Regions from separate parts of the Hordeum vulgare genome. Here region 2 is linked to region 1. A link is a contact called in public Hi-C data. All regions are on one chromosome and are shown on one strand. Each heading gives the region's core, a stretch centred on a gene start, on an enhancer-like site or on the middle of the called end of the contact. The rest is flanking DNA. Distances are from core to core; before and after follow the strand shown.

Region 1 (2,700 bases), core at 60-2,559:
GAAGAAGTGGACATGATGATGCTCATGAGCATGCACTAGGAAATTGACCGGGAAGTGGAGCACATTCTCAATTTCAAGGGCTCAATCAAAGGGAGAAGAGTCATCAACTGGGGCAGGGTATCCGGAGCAATGCTACTGCAAAAGGATTATTTTGATCCGGAACCAACTTTCCCGGCGATACATTTTTTTACTGTGGCTGATGTTGTTGGTGAGATGGTCACGATGGGGAGAGCACATGCCTGAAAACACTGTCAAGTTTGTCTGTGTTGTGGTGAAGGTGTTTGAAGCATAGTATCTGAGAGAGCCAAATGCACATGACACAGAGAAGTTGTTGGCAATTGGAGAGGCCACATGGTTTCCAGGAATGCTCGGATCAATCAATTGCATGAGTTGGCAATGGAAAAACTGCCCCAAAGGTTTGTGAGGAATGTACCAAGGTCACAGAAAAGAGGCCATCATCATGCTAGAGACGGTGGCATCACATGACTTATGGATTTGACATGCTTTTTTTGGAATGCGAGGTTCTCACAACAACATCAACGTGCTTCAACGATCTTCGGTGTTTAGGAGGCTTTGCAACGGGGAATCACCTCTGTGCAACTATACCATCAACGGTCGAGACTACAACACGGGATACTATCTTGCCGATGGCATATATTCTCAATGGGCTGCATTTGTGAATACCATATCCGAACCACATGACAGAAAACAAAAGCACTTCGCAACAATGCAGGAATCAACTAGGAAGGATGTGGAGAGGGTTTTTGGAGTGCTGCAAGCGTGTTGGAGAATTGTTCGTGAGGCTGCAATGATGTGAGAACAAGAAACTTTGTGGCAAGTGATGATATATTATGTTATTTTGCATAATATGATCGTCGAGGATGAGGATGATGGTGTAGCCTAAACCAACGATTTCGAAACACGTGGAGAACAAGTTGAAATTTCTGAAGATCAAGATGCAATCTAGCTTATGAGTTTTCTACAGATGCATAAGAATCTCTAAGATCATCACGTGCACACGCAACTACTCAATGATCTGATAGATCATATATGGACCCACAATGAGAATCAAAAAGTAGATGATTGATTATACACTTCAAATAAAATTACTGTAAACACTTTTTATGTTAGATATTAATATTATTTTATATGTGACATTTATTATCGAATGATGATTTTGTATGAACTTGAAATTTCAGATACCAGGCATGGAACGAAATACGAGGGACCGAGGCACGGAACGAAATACTATGACGTATAGAGTGCCGGATTTGACTAGCTGTAGATGCTCTAAAGCGACGAGCGCAATCGGGTCGCCCGGTCCGAGCGGATATTCTAGCCACGCCGTTCTACTTGCCTTGCTTCCATCGCCGCGTCTCTCACATAAACGCACGCTTCCATCGGGACAAGACAGCCGCGAGCAGCAAAAGGGAGCACGGCGAGGCCGGCGATGGAGGTCAAGTGCCGGCGTCTGGAGGGGAAGGTGGCCGTCGTGACGGCTTCCACGCAGGGCATCGGACTCGCCATCGCCGAGCGCCTCGGCCGGGAGGGTGCCGCGGTCGTCATCTCCTCCCGCAAGCAGGTCCAGCCACGCCCCTCTTGGGCTCTCGATTGCGTTGGCCGCGTGGTTTGCTTTCTCTGATCGAGTGATTTCTTAGCGCTGCAGAAAAACGTGGACGAGGCGGTGGAGGGCCTCAGGGCAAAGGGGATCACTGTTGTGGGGGCCGTCTGCCACGTCTCCAACGCCGAACAGCGCAAGCACCTCATCGACACGGCCGTCAAGGTGATATTTATGCTATCTATTCTTTGTTCGGTGGTGGTGGTAATGGTGGGGAGAGAAGTACCGTTCGACTGCGCTGAGGACTGGGGCTCTTGGGTTACAACGTTGCCAGATTCGTTACTTAGAGTTGCGATGTTAAATAGATCGGCACTCTACATTAGAGTTTCGGCCCGGGTGAGGTTTTGGTTCACGAGACTGTGAGTTGGTCCTAAATATTGACCAAATTTTGCATATCATTCTTGTTGACTGTTAGACAAAATAGGAGAGGGCAAGACTGCTATTCTGCGTCCCTGATTGTTTCAACTTCAGAAATCAGATTCTCGTAGGAAAAATCATAAGCTGAAAAAACAGCTATTTGGAATCAGCTTTTCTAGTGAAGCTGAAGCTGGATTCGGGCCATTTTCAGTGTAATTGTCTGAAGCACGTCCAAGTCTACTTCAGTGAAGCAAATCCACAGGTGATGCGAAGCCAACTGGAGTTGAAACAAACAGGGCCAGTAAGGCCCAGATGTTCGGCTTGGAGGCTTGAAGTGTGAAACGCTGCTGGCCGTTTGATTACGTGTTGGCCATGTGCTTGCGTTTGTGATGGAAACACAGTTGACATCGAAGGATCAGCGGGGTGTTGCCGATATGGCTGTTGCGCTGTAGCAGTATCCATTCTGAATAAAACTGTTTTCTTGTGAAACCAGAGCTCTCATTTGGAGAGCAGTACATGTGTATCCACAACTATGGCGATCGCTGCATTATTTTTGTTTTGCAGCTGCTGCTTAGTTCTACTTATTTTTTCTCTGCGTCTAATGATGTACGAAGAGTTCATGGTCAGCATTTCATTTTGGGTGTATCTGAACTGTTCTTTTATCTTATACTTATGATTATTGCAGCCAGGTAGTATTAAAATGATTGTGGTAGTAAACAAGTTGT
Region 2 (2,700 bases), core at 133-2,632, 370 kb before region 1:
CTTAAACAAACATAATCTGAAAGCATAGAGAAGCACATGGCAAGCACACCATGCAAACATAGAATATTTAGCAAACGAATTAGACCTGTTGGCTTTTGAATATTCTTGCACATCAATTTGCCTCCTCTCTAGAAAAACAGTATTTACCAAAACTATCACGCCATAGATCACTGATGTTTACTATGATGTCTGACTTGCATAACTCTAAATTTCTAAAACAACGGACGTTGTATTTCTTTTTTGTCACAATATGAAGGAAATAGATTCAGCCATATCAGTTATCTGAGCATGGCAACTACTCCCTCCGTTCCTAAATATAAGACCTTTTAGAGATTGCATTATAAACTACATACGGATGTACATAGACATATTCTAGAGTGTAGATTCACTCATTTTGCTCCGTATGCAGCTTTCTAATAAAATCTCTAAAAGGTCTTATATTTTGGAACGGAGGGAGTAATCAACTCAACCATATCATTAAAATTTCATCCCTAAATTAACGAAATTCTTCAGAAAATTGCATATAACTATTTTCTTTCAAGCAATCAAGAGAAACTTGTAAATGAGTGCGATTGCAATATACCGTGGACCATATACTTGCAAACTATCCAATTTTTTTAAATTAGGATAGACATGGACAAACTAAAACACACCAAATCATTTCCCCCTTCTCTATATATGAACTTATCAGCTATGATCCATGTGGTTTAGAATCCATCGGACCAGTTCCACCGACCCTAGCTAAGCCAGTAGGAATGGAACTACGCACCACACAGATTACAATCACATAACTAGTACTGTAGATTAATGAACGAAGAGAGAAATTGAAGCGAGGAAGGGAGTGAGGAGTGGCAGAAGGCTTACGCGAGGATCCACTTGCCGTTGAGAAGGGTGAGAGCCTCGGTGGGGGCCGGCGTGGGGTTGCGCGCCTCGAGCTGCGTGATGAGCTCGACGACCTCCGCGCGCGTCTCGCTGGAAGCGCGCAGGCCGCGCTCCGTCCCGTACAGCGCCGCCTTGAGCTTCTGCTTGAGCGCCGCCAACTCGCCTGCGGTCTCAGCCGCCTCCGAGGGCGCCTCCGCCACCGCCGTCCCTCCCTCCGCCGGCTCCTTCCCCCACTCGTCGTCGGCGTCCACGGGAACCGCCCGCGCCGTGACGACGCGCCGCGCGGCCCGCAGCGACGGGAAGCGCCGGGCCGCCGGGGAGAGAAGGCGGCCGCGGGCAGAGGACGCCCCCGGCGGTACCTGGGGCGACGGCACGGACAGGGACACGGCGTTGAGGGACGCTACTCCCGCCATGGCGCGAAGCTCTGTTCGGTTCTCGTGCTCCTCTTCCTCTGCGACGGTCTTCCTTTTTTTTCTTTTCTCGGAGATGCGCAATATTTTAATTCTGGGCGCCGTGGGTACTTGTAGAGAGGAGAGACGTGTCGAGGTGTCGAGGTGCGTGCGGTGGGACTGGCGCGAGGTGCGTTGGTCGCGTGGTCGCCTGGGAGTGCGCCGCGAGGTGCCGACGCGTCGAAAAAACGTGGGCCTGAAAAAATGGTTTAACATTCTCTTTTGAGTGGGGAGAAAATGGCTTAACTGAGCATTGCGAAATGAAAGGGGGATGGTGTTTGACTGGACGCTTGCGTGCTTCTAGAGGCCTCTGGATCTATGTGAGCATGCGAGACGTGCACGCTTGGCGTCCGCTTCTGACCGGAGTACCTCGACGATTGGACGTCCATGTGTCCTGTCCCATTCTTCCTCGCTTATTATTTCTCCTTAGTTTTTTTAACCACATATAATATAGTATTTATTGGAGTTCCTGCAAATAATCAAATTTAAAATCACCATCGACTGTCGCACAATGATAAAAGAGCATCAAACCAAAATCCAAACCACCACCATAGCTTTGTAGGCGTTGTGAGCCGAAGACCAGACCTCTAGAACAGACGTTTGACGATGTGGCGTTTTGATCGAGGATATTCCTCGCGTCGACTTGAATACAAATTTGATGCAATTTGCCACTATTGCCAATGATGAACGCCAAATTTGACGCCATCGGACCACCAACCTTGCATCAGCATCAATTTGTCCCACTTGTCGACGCCGTCATGAGAGACAACAACCGCGAGACACATAAAACATAGGGTTTACTGGTCCAAACAAATGACAAGCAAACGAGATCATCGGCTCAGCGGTGTCGCTGAAAAGAACATCGTCGTGCTAAGGAAGAGATCGAGTCCACCTTATTCAACACAACACAAATCTCACCAAAGTGACGTTGCTAGACGAAGACGAAGCCCTAAATCGAAGGAACAACAAGAATTATCGCCTTTGGTACCAGAGCGAAGCGGTTCGCAAATTGTTCGCTGGCCACTTACTATTTTTCCTTAGTTTTGAGATCGATTGGTTGTGTCATGCCCAACTTAATTTATGATATCGATGAAAAGAAAATAACTTATGATATATTTTTGAAATAGTGTAATGTAACATTACTCATTTAGATCCATCCGCTAGGGCCATTTCGGTCGTGGAGTATTAGTGGACGTGACTATCGGAAGATCATAAAGAACGTGATTGGAGCATCGCTTCAAATCTCAGTTGAAAGCCCATGTTCTGTCCTTTATTAGTTGGGCTTAGCAGTGATGAACTTGTGATGTTACCTTGACGGAGGTGTTATCTACTCATTGTTTGTCATGTTTCACTTATTGTCTCAACAACA

Evidence for each region. A called contact is a pair of places that touch in the nucleus more often than the background predicts.
Region 2: a contact with region 1 is called in a Hi-C map of seedling, with 2.9 times the contacts expected there. The contact joins the promoter of LOC123397551 here to the promoter of LOC123399934 in region 1. A contact is called at or near these places in 2 of 6 Hi-C or Micro-C datasets (leaf and seedling) and 1 of 1 datasets of contacts at active chromatin or transcription factors (embryo).

Annotation. Positions count from the first base shown.
Region 1 is chr5H:355,615,323-355,618,022 of MorexV3_pseudomolecules_assembly, reverse strand. LOC123399934 (tropinone reductase-like 3) reads left to right here and starts at 1,309. Exons shown (of 8, transcript XR_006610456.1): 1 at 1,309-1,582; 2 at 1,667-1,783.
Region 2 is chr5H:355,990,020-355,992,719 of MorexV3_pseudomolecules_assembly, reverse strand. It overlaps LOC123397551 (probable plastid-lipid-associated protein 2, chloroplastic), which reads right to left and starts at 1,382. Exons shown (of 3, transcript XM_045092085.1): 1 at 865-1,382. The coding sequence starts at 1,295.